Linked DNA regions of Mus musculus: region 2 is linked to region 1. A link is a contact called in public Hi-C data. All regions are on one chromosome and are shown on one strand. The core of a region is the stretch at or near the end of the contact, and the rest is flanking DNA. Distances in the headings are between cores, read along the strand shown. Region 1 overlaps Ctnnd2 (catenin (cadherin associated protein), delta 2). Region 2 overlaps Ctnnd2 (catenin (cadherin associated protein), delta 2).

Evidence for each region. A called contact is a pair of places that touch in the nucleus more often than the background predicts.
Region 2: a Hi-C map of cortical neurons shows a contact between it and region 1, with 3 times the contacts expected there. The contact joins two enhancer-like sites.

Annotation. Positions count from the first base shown.
Region 1 is chr15:30,567,858-30,573,723 of GRCm38.p6, reverse strand. All of the region lies in intron 3 of Ctnnd2 (catenin (cadherin associated protein), delta 2), which reads right to left. Among named protein-coding and RNA genes, the nearest start is that of Gm24487, 31 kb to the left of the region's middle. Within about 2 kb of position 3,088, at least 27 of the 459 cell types and tissues checked have an H3K27ac peak or open chromatin away from gene starts, as enhancers often do. A contact at or near this core is called in cortical neurons, where this site is marked.
Region 2 is chr15:30,738,346-30,744,211 of GRCm38.p6, reverse strand. The region is part of intron 9 of Ctnnd2 (catenin (cadherin associated protein), delta 2); the gene reads right to left. Among named protein-coding and RNA genes, the nearest start is that of Gm41283, 58 kb to the right of the region's middle. Within about 2 kb of position 3,316, at least 17 of the 459 cell types and tissues checked have an H3K27ac peak or open chromatin away from gene starts, as enhancers often do. A contact at or near this core is called in cortical neurons, where this site is marked.

The DNA.
Region 1 (5,866 bases), core at 1,839-4,338:
GCAGCTTTTATACTTCTGTGACTCAGCAAGCAGAAGTACTGGCCCAGTTTTTTATGGTTTTCCAAAAAAAACTGGAAAGCACTGGGCAAAACATGCAGATGTGTATAAGCTACAGAGTCAGCCAGGTCTGAGTAGTTAGGAAATGTTCCGAATGAACAGGATTTTATTTGTAAATGAGAGTGAGGGATTTCTGGTTTCTTCCATTTCCTACTGATTCCTGGGATAAGTTCTTTGAAGAGATTGCCAATATCAAGGTCAATCCTAAAGAAATTTGAAGTAATCACTTTGGGCTAAGTTTTGATAATGAGTGGTGAGCTGATGCTAAAATTGACTTCTGAGCATATGTGTGAAGAACATTATTAAAAATTACAATGCTAAGTATTTCATTCACTCATTAGTCAGATACTGACTGATTGTTTAACATGTGACTAGACTTTTAGTCACTGGAGAATTGTACCATAAATAAAATAGGCAATACTACTCCTTTAACCAGGAAAGAAAATAAATGAATATATATATATATATATATATATATACACACACACACATACATATATTAGAAGAAAGTGCTTTTAAAACAAAAAAGGGACAGTAGAGTCAAGGGTTTGGTTCTAAATAAAACACAGCCCCTGCATCTATAGCTCAGGAAACATTTCAGAAGGGGTGCAGAAAGACTGTTAAGAGCCAGAATATGAGGGAGTGCTGTGAAATGGTTCCTCCTAGAAACAGCCACATAAAAAAGACTGGAACAATAGGAGCATCAATGCACAAGCTCACATGGAATGGTTAAATTTTCATGGGGTTCACCCCTAGAAAAAGAACTACAGGTAACTAATGACTGCTGGGAGGAAGAGAACGTGTCTCTCCCAGGGATGAGGAGAGCTTGTAACTCATCTTTCCCAGGGAGGAGGCCCCTTATTGGTTGACCCAAGCATAGTCATCAGCCCTGGAACCATATACATACAAACAACAAAACAGACTCAGCAAGGCATATTTACATAACTGTGTATACATATACACAATATACATACAAGCATATATGTATCACAATAATAACCAAAGAAACAGAGGCAATTAACTAGAGAGTGGGGGCATGAGAGGGGTTTGGGAGAGGTTAGGTGGGAGGAGCCAGAAGGAAGGAAGGGAGGGGATAAAGTGAGAGAATTCTATTCCAATTAAAAATATTACATGGTATGTGGGAGAGAGGCTTTACTGAGCAGAGATATTAGGGAGAAGATAAGGCAAGCCAATCATGGCAGAAGAAAACTCTTAATTGTCTTTGAAATTTCCCAGACCTCAAAATGCAATGGGTCTGCAGGCTAGTGTTGTCCACCATCAGAAGATGACATCAGTGGGCAAAGGCTTCAGGCAGCTAGAAACAAGGGTGGCCACTGCCATGACTTTCCCAGGTACTCTGCTCTTAGGGAGCCAGAATGCTCCTGGCAATCTAGCTAGTGAAGAGATCCAAGGTCTGTTTTGTTTGCTGTTGTTGCTGTTGTTTTTGTTTTTTTGTTTTAGAAAAATGAATATGCTTGTGCTGAAGCTCACAGGGCGTTCTGGAACCCAAGCACCTGTGCAAGTGATTAGTGAGAAGTGGCTGGTCCTGGACAGACACATGGAAACAGGGCTGGCAAGATTGGCTACTTCATAAAATAGAGTTTAAGAAGTAAAAATTGGCTTGTTGTAGGTTGCCCTGGTGCTGTCTGAATTCTGATGTTAATTCTGCTTCCTCAAAAGGGGCTGCCCCAAGGACAAGTGGATCACATTCTCGGGTGATTTCATGTGAAACTTCTCCCCATTCTAACTGGCCAAATAAAGGCTAGAGCCTATGATTGGGCAGAGGAAGGGAAAGGTGGGGCTGGAGGTTTTAGAGAGTGGGAGAAGAGAGGGAAGGAAGGAGGAAGAAGACAGAGAAAAAGGAGGTGGAAGGAAGATGAAGCAGAACCACATGGGCTGTAGAGGCCACAAGTAGCAAGGGATCTCATAGGTAGGGAAGAGCTTAGTCTACTGGTAGTTCTGGCACTCTAGGCATACAACTTATAAATGTAATAACTGGGTTGTGTGTGTTTCTATACGGGTTTATTTGGCTTGGAGATTACTGCTACATTGGCTCATAAATCCTACTAGCTGAAAGTCTGGGGACACTGTAAGTAGTGACTTTGAAATGAGAATTCACTCACTGTGACTTTATTTTACAAACAACAACATGTGGAAAACAAATCTGATTATCTAGGTACTAGGAGTGAGGGAGATATCTTCCTGCTTTGCTTTTCCGAAATGTTTTTCTCCATCCTATAGTTTTCATTACGTTTTTGAAAGCATCCCAAGTAGCTTACATCTTGAGAGAGAAAGAGAGAGAGAGAGAGAGAGAGAGAGAGAGAGAGATTTTTCTTAAATGATTTTATTAAAATAGTTAACATTCTTTTCTAAGGGCTTATTTTTTATTAGTCATTCCATTTGTTTATATCTCAAATGATATCTCTCTTCCCAGTTAACCCTCTACAACCCCTTCCATCCCACCTGCTCTCTCTCGCCTTCCTCCCCTTTGCCTCTGCAAGGGTGCTTCCTCTACCTACTCACCGACCAACTCCCACCAAACTGTTCCAGTCGGTGTCCTCCTATACTGGGGCATCAAACCTCCATTATGTGGCTATTGTTCAAGTTGTGAGCCTTTGTTGTCATTTGGAAGAACTGAGGAAATTTCTTTAAAAGCCTATCATGAGTTGGCATGGGTGCTAGTGGTCTTCCTGACATAGTGCAAATGACCCCACAGTACCCTGTTCTTTGGCACTCTCTACCTGCCCTGCATGCATGTAGAACTGCATGCATGTAGAACTGCATGCATGTAGAACTGGGGACTTTTCTTCATATTACCTATAGGATGCATGTTCTGGCAAGTGGTAAAAAATAAATCCATAATTATTGCAGGGACTCTGCACCTGGGAGTGCGTCCCTGATCTGTATTCTAATATCGAGGCTCGATAATTAAATAGACAAAAACCAGGCACCATTTCTGTCACCTTCGTTTTTGCCAGACTGACTAGAACGGAGATCACTTCTGACTGTGTGCATGCTGATCTGTAAAATTCCGGCAGCAGCTACTTAGAAGCTCCACACTGTGACTCAGCATCTGCTTCCCTTTCCACACGGTGCAGACTCTGAAAATATTAAAACCAATTACAGCAATTAAATCCACTTAGCAGGCTGGTCTAGCTTATCCTTTCCAGAAATACTGGAGAAAAGATGACCAAACGCATCTGAAGTTTGCTGTCACTTCTTAGAATTTCCTAATAAAAATGGGGATGTTGCCACAGCCTTCACACTTGGCTAACTCAGTGAACAGCTCTTGAAGACAACAGTCAGCCTAAATCTAGAGGGGGCAGATGACATATTTGGGTAGCTTTCTCTAATGGCAGATTTTATGGAAATAGACTAGTCATGCAACTACAAGTGAACTTCATGGAAGGCTTGTGATTCCTTTACAAAGATAAAAGCACTTTTCAACACAGGGCTTTGCCCTCCAGGCATTCTCCTGGAAGCAAGCACACATGTGGGACAAATAGCAATTACACTGAGTTCTAAGCCTTTCATCTGTGCCCTAAGTCTGGTCTGTCAACATACAGAGTCCCTTCAATGATCCATGTTTGAAAGGGAAAAAATGGCTAATGCCTACCACATCCTACAAAAATGCAGCCCTACATGAATGGGGCACATCATGTTTAAGAAAAGTTTCTAAAAACTGAAGTGTAAAATGAAATTTTATATCTTGCCACTACATTTCTAGGTGGTTAAATACTCTTAGAACCCTTTTTTATCTTGGTGTACCCTCACAAAATTTGCCCTTTAAATAGGATAACCACAAAATCCTTTTGATGACAATGGTGCTCATCCCAACTCCTGCGACACGTAGGAGACTGTTGCTAGGAGACTGTTGCAGTTTGTTTGCTCCAGAAACCTCAACGTGAAATTTCATCCTTGCTTTCAGTATTATGGGATAGAAATTTGACCTGAATAGTGTTGAAAGGTAGAGTTATGAAGAGATGAGGATTAGACAAAATCACTGGGCTAGGGAACCCATGACTGAATTCTTGGTGGCTTTATTCCAAACCCACACACATGCACACTCCTCTCTCTCTTTCCCTTCCTTCCTGCCTCCGTTCCTCCCTCTCTTCCCCTCCCTCTTTCCCTCTGAGGCTCTGCCCCTTCTCTGTATATGTTTCCTCCCCCTCTGTTTGTCTGTCTCTCTGCCCCATCTCTCTAATCTCTCTCTCTCTCTCTCTCTCTCTCTCTCTCTCTCTCTCTCTCTCTCTCTCTCTCACACACACACACACACACACACACTCACACACACACTTCCCATTTCTTGTCATAACATAACATGACTTGTGCTGCCTCAGAGTTGTATCAAAAAACTGTAGCCAGCAAACCATTGAACAGAACCATGAGCCAAAATAAGTTGCTTTTCTTTACAACTTACCAATTTATGGAACTGAGCTCTCGGGGAGGAAAATGGCTGAGATAATTGGATAATACTTCCAACATCTTTGTAACCACTCACGGGACTCGGAGGAACCTTCAGCATCGAGGCCACTGTTGCCTTATTATCATCTATCCCATCTATACTCACAACACAGAAATCAATTCCTTTAAACAAATGCCTAAATTGAGAAGACAATGTTTCACACCATGGTCATATTCTTACACATCCATCAGTCTCCTCTTGGCTGCCTTTGGAACAAGAGGTAGAACTCTCAACTCCTCCAGCCCCATGCCTGCCTGGATGCTGCCATGCTCCTGCCTGGATGATAATGGACAGAACCTCTAACCTGTAAACCAGCCCCAATTAAAAGTTGTCCTTATAAGATTTGCCTTGGTCACGGTGTGTCTGTTCACAGCAGTAGAACCCTAAGACATTCAGGCCCTGCCTCCTCATCCCAGTGGACTCTGCTTGGCCTCACTAGGAATGGACTGGCTTTGTGATGCCTCACTGTCCTTCACTTATGTCTGGTGTCAGTCTTGCGATTCCTCCATCTAGCCCTGTCATAATGGAGGCCCCAAGTGGGCAAGCCTGGTGTTTCTGTCACAGATGCATTATTTTCAGACCTCCTTGTGCTCCATCTTGCTTCTTTCTAGTCCTAGTGGCCTGACCTTCAGCAGGATAAGTCATAGGTGTATGTCATCTGCAACATATTCTGGCCTTTGAAATACACTTTTCCCCTCTGTGTTTGTATGTGTGGGTGAAGGTCTATAAGGCTAGAGAATAAATATGTATTAAATAGAGGTTAGGAAAAAGTAACTTGAGCTTTATGGGGTATGGTTTTACTCATGGAAATCTCAGTTATTCAAGTATCAAATATTGGAGAGGGAAGCCTAATTATATAACAATGGGTTTTATGATACAGTTCACATGTGTGTGTGTATTTAGGTCATAATCTTCCCACTGCTCTCTCCTGTCCCCTCCCACTCCTGGTCCTCTGCTTTCCAGAGGAGGAGATATAAATGTCATGTTTGGGCTCAGTGCTCATCCCTGACTTTTTCTCCCCTAACGTAGAGCTGCGTCTCTGAGTGCCTTTCCTCGTTCCTTTCAGCTCGCTCAAGTCCTGCTCAGTGACTTCATCTCATCGTTTGAAAATTTCAACTCTGAGCTCATTTTCAAGAATAGTGCTCTCTTTTCCTGTGGGATTCTTGCATAGACTCCTTGGTGAAATGGCCAATCAGAGACATGACACCTTCTTCTCCTCCTAGGCTGAGACTCTAAGGGTTTCTTGTGATCTTCAGGAAAAGTTTCTGGTTTCCACATGATATAGGTTTCCCCATCTTAAGTCTCTAAGAAAGGATATTCTGGAGACAGGACAAAGAGGCTCAG
Region 2 (5,866 bases), core at 2,067-4,566, 170 kb before region 1:
TGAACCTTTGGAGACAGAAGGACCATGCTGACACCCTGGTTTCAGACATTTGCCTTGAGAGTGTGAGATAAGAAATCCTGTTGTTTCTACCACCCAACTTGGCAGTATGACTTAAGCAGGCCAGTGCCTGACATACTTGTACAAGTGCCACCACACATATTTTAACTATCAAATCTGCTTAACTAAGAGACAAAAGCAATGAAAACTTAGTTTATAAAATATTTTCAAAGAGAAATATTTTAAACTTACATACTTTTCTGAGAACTTTCATACTATTTCATCTGATGCCCTCCACAACTGAGCTTTGAACAGGTAAGTTAAACTAGATTTAATGAAACTATAATAATAGATACTTTAATGGATAACATATATAGATTATTTATAATGTGTCAGGTCCATGATGAAGACTTAATAACTATACTACAGATGCATATGTACATGCATAAGATTTACACATATGAAGAAGTCTTTTTCTTGTGGACAAATAATAAGTATTTTAGACTTTACCCGCACAAAGTCTCTGTTACAGTTATTTAACTCTGCCCCTGTGGCAGAAAAGCAGCCACAGACAGATGCAAACAAATGGGCCTGGCTTTGTGTTAATAAACCTTTATTGAAACAGACAGCAGGTGGGGCGGATTTGGCCAGTATACTGTAATTTGCTGACATAAGCTGAAGCTATCTGGGAAAGTTATATAGTGTTCACAGGGGAGGGAACTGAGATTGAAAGGCAAAAATCTTCTGTGAAATCATACAGCTTACACACAGTACTGGGCATCTATCAGCTGAACTCATTGGTGTAGCCACTCAGTCGTATGATCATCCAGGAAAGAACAATTTCCCACTTTGATCAAATGCATGTTCATTAACCAATGAACTTTCCAAAGTACTTCTGATATCTTTATTGTCCTCAGCAAAAGAGAAATTCAATGGCTTGTCAAAATAAAAACAAGTCCAGGCTAAGTTTTATCACGTCAGAAAAGAAATTAGTGCAAATGTCCTAAAGAACTGACAGACACTGCCAGAGAAGATCTAGGGAATGAGAAATGGAAGCTGATGGCTGGTCGTGCTTCAAACACTTTATGCATGAGACCAGAAGAAGAACGTGAGTGAGAGAAATAGGAAAACAGAAACTGAACAGATCATTCGCAAAACACAAACTACAAATGGCCAACGAGAAGGTGGGAAGTGTTCAGCATCCTTAGTCAACAGGAAAAACCACACTGGTACTGCAGTGAGGCTCCATCTTGCTCCGGTCTGAATGGTTATCATCGGAAAGATAGACAACAGGGGGCACTGTGAGCACAACCAGTATGGAAGTCAGTTTGGAGGTTTCTCAGTATGAAGAAGGAAGATCTCCCACGTTATATAGCTATGCTCCTCTTGGATATTCACACAGTGGAATCTAAATCATCGCCCACATAGATACCCTCACATTCATGTTTACTGCCACCCTATTTATAACAGACAGGTATCAGAATCAGTCTAGGTACCATCAACACATGGGGGTGGATAAAGGGAGGTGCGTGTGCACAGTGGAGAACCATCAACCCAAAAGGAGAGAAAGACGCCATTTGCAGGAGAATGGGTGAGACAGAGATCATCATGTTAACTCACAAAACAAATAGGACACTTTTTCTCATATGTGGAATATAGGTCTCTCCCCACCCCCACCTCTCCTCTTTGTCCTCCCTGCCCCCTGCAAACATACACTAAATGGGGAGTAGGATGCCAGAGGGCAATGGGGTGGATATGGTTACTATCTTGAAATGCATTTGCTTGTACAATGAAGATAGTCTAAACGTCTATTAAAGAAATCAGGAAAAGCCTGGTGTACATCTCCTGGACTCCACTGGGTTTCAAGCTGTAAAGCTAGCATAAGGACGTCTTTAAAGCTCAGTAGTATCACTAGAAATGGATATGCTTTCCCACAACGACGTCTCTTCTTTCCCTGCACAGGGGTCAACCTCTGCCAGCACTTACAGGTGTGGCCTTTTCTGTTGTCAGCACAAATGCTTTAAACAGCTGGATCTGTCGGATCTCTGTTCCCTTCATAGAGGAATTCCCCAAACTCCCCTTCAGTATTTGGCTGGATATCAGTCATTCTCAGAAGACATGTAAACATTACATTTTCTGATACTACTTGCAGAAACATTCATCATTCTCCCTATGTATGCTAGCTTTTAAAGCTTTCCTCTTAGTTAGCTGGTACTGGGGTGGGGCTTTCATAGTGCCACTTTACTAGTAGGTTTCAGAAATCTTTATCTGGCAGATATAGATAACTGATGTGCCCTTCATGTCAGCGCAGCAGGCCACCAATGCCATTCTTGGAACTGGTAACTTTGAAGACCACTTGGATTCTGTAGTCACATGTAAGTAGAATTTGTTTCTTGGAATACATCTTTGGCTGAACATTTGAAGTTGTGCCAATGGGTATTTTTCTCATTTCCATAATTATCAGAAATACGCACAAAAAAGCATAAAGCCTAAAAAATTAACTCCATAACCATACTTAGAACTTACAGTTGCTAATTGCCACAGCATGTAACTACCTTCTGTAGTGAATGCCACAGACTAGTGGAATTAAATTGATTAACCAGTCACCAGTGATTATTTTTTGTGCCATATTGAAACTGTGTACCCAAATGGATGAAGAACACTCACTGCAGGGTTTCCCCATACCTGGGCTTTCTGGGTACCTTCTGCCTGGGACCAAGCATCTTTAAAAGATGGAGTAACTGATTACATCTCTGCCTCCCCTTTACCTTTCACAATTAGCGGCACACTATTAACTTAATGCACATTTATCTACAACAATTCAAGTCAGACTGTGAGAGAATCTTCCTAGTCTATAATTACACTCCAGCATAATTAGCATAATTTCCACTGCACATATTTAATAAAGAAGCTGCCATCGCAGGTTGGCTTCCCATGTGGAATCTCTTCCAGAGAACAACACCAAGAGGAGACCAAGCCTCCTACTTTTAGCTGCCACGGATACGCCAAGCAGATCTGACACTGCTTTCTGTGAGCGATGAATCCTCATCATCGAAGAGGATGAGTGTGTGGGGATGGGGGGGGGGGGAATGGAGTTCCCCTAACAGGCCACTGTCTACCGAGGCACGTACAGCTGTGGGCCTGCTCTCAGTAGTTACAGTGGTGGCTAATGGGCAGAGAACAGCATCACTAGATGCTGGGAACTGACTACCTCCATCTGCAAACGCCAATACTACAGCTTCCTTTGGCTGTGCCTCTCCAGCATAGCCATGAGTGCCACAAACCCAGTCACCACCAGTGACCACTAGATGTCACCAGTCGTTAACTGAGACACAAATAAAGAAGCACTTTAAGAGATTTCTACCAGCCACCAGCTCTCTTGCGTGCGTACAGCCCCCTTGTGAGAGACTGATTAACAAAGAGAAGGATCCAACCCATTTGCTCAGACCTGAAATGTCAAATTCCCACCATGAAAATTTAAAAGACTGCATACATTTGGTACGTGTGTGACAAGTTTGTCCTGATAATAAGCAAAGCAAAAAAGAAAACCTGCGACATAAATGTCATGTTTCCCACGAACATTCTGTAAAAGGACTTAACAAAAAAGGGCTCTCACCAGTGGGGACATTTTAGCGAGATTCTTTCTTATGTCTATGGATTTAATACTCAGAGAAAACAAGAGACATTTTACTCTCACGGTGGTGAATGTGAAGTCGTGTACAAGAGAGAAGGAAGAAATCCCCATGGTGGGACAGAAAAATCCCAGTCCCTGCAAAGGAGTTATAAATGCTTGAGCAGTGGCTGTAAAGTTCCAGAAAATGCTGCTTTGAATGTCAGCATGGTCACCATTGAAGGTGGGATGCAGAGAAGGTGGACGAATTGGGTCTTCAGAGACATGAAGGGGCAACAAGAGTGTAGGTCTCCTCTGTGTCCTGCACATTGGCTCTTCCAGAGGCACTGAGAAGGTAAATCATGCAAATCCGTTAATGGCGACCAATGCACGCATGGAAGCATCTAGAAGAAACCACTAAGGCTTCAGTAAATGTGTGTGAGCATGCTCAGAGGTGCATGCGCATTGTATGCGGGTGTATGGGGAGGTTAAAGGTCAACCCCGGGCGTTGCTGCTCAGTGATGCTCACCTTCTTTTTGAGACAGGATCTCCTTTTTCCCTGGACCTCATCAGTTTGACTGGGGTCAAAAACCCTTTATCAACCAAGCTATCTTCAAAGCCCTAATAATTATAATTCTGAGGAATAGACTGAGTGAGTTAAGGAGTCAATTCTGTCACGTTTCTACTTCCTTAACTTTTAAAATGGCCTAGGAAGCACATATAAAATGTTACATAAAAGGTGCTATAAAATGATGGCCCATTGATATCATTATGATCTTTACTTTTTCTCACAGAAATACACTTCAACACTGAGAGTTCAGAAGCCTGTAAGCACTTGCATTGGTGGCCTGTCCTGGAAATTATTTTTTTTTCCTTTTAATATCCAATTTCCATGACACTGAGTTGTGTGTATTTTGACTCTTTTAAACATTTGCACTATTGCAAGTGCTTGCTAGCAACATGCTCACAGGTCACTGGGGAGAGAAACCAACTACGAATGTTTGCTTTCCTCGGTGATGCATTTCATACTCTACTGCTTTCTTTGAGCTTTAGTAAACATTTAATTTTAAAAAGTTATGTATATGTATATGTGTATATATATATATATATATATATATATATATATATATATTTGTGTATACACACACACACACACATGCATGCACACACATGTGCACATGTGAACCTAGTAGGATTTTTTCCATTACATTTTTTCTTGAAGTTTTGACATCCAACTATTCATGTGTATGACCAGAGACTATATGTATGTGTATGTGCATGTGTATGTATATGAACATATACACGCACACACACATACATACATACATACATAAACACATACATACAGTCTGCAAAGGGTAAATACATATCTAAAAAAAACACCTCTTGTTGGAAAGAGTTACTGTCTGAACTTGCTCTCTGCAGCTCCTTACAGAATGATTCTTACAGGAATAATCCCCATGCCCCACAAATGGCAGACATGTTCAGAACCACATACCCACTCCGAACTCCATATTATAAAACCATCTACTGATGCAAATTTTAGACGTGGAATCTTGAGCCGTGTGACTGTGTAGATCCTGGGAATACTCTCCACGCAGCAGTTAATGTCAAAACATTTTCCACTGAACCAAAATCAGAAAGTAAACCTCCACAATGAAACGGACGAAATTTGAACTATGCCCTCAATTTTGAGTCAACTTTCCATGAATACTAGGATATACTTGAATTAGTTCCTTTAGGGACTTCCTCTAAATGGGGTCATTTTTATTTTTATTTTGCTCATGAGCAGAAACTGTGAGTACAGTAGGGGTTTTCTCCATTATGGTTTTTTTTTTCCCCTGAAGTTCTGACATCCAGATACTCATGTGCATGCCCAGAGGCTCACACACTGAAGTGGTATGCTATATAATCAATCTATAGTAAGCCTAATTGCTGGAGAAATACACCATACAACATGTGACATGGGCTGTCAGATATATGATTGTATTTCTGTAAGACCATTAAGTATGTCCAAGGAAAACAATGTAGTACAAAAGGGAACATAAACCTGATATTCTAATGCTTAATTTCACATTTTCTTATCCTTCTCCAGTGTCACATTTCTGGTTAGACGGATTTTTACATGTCTGGGAAACCAAAGATAATGCAAAGCTCATGGAAAATACAGGATCCGGCTTCAGTACAGGGCACCGTTAGAAGCAGCTTCAGGAGGGATCAAGCTCCTTTCTCCTTAAATGGGTAACCAGCATTGTGCTT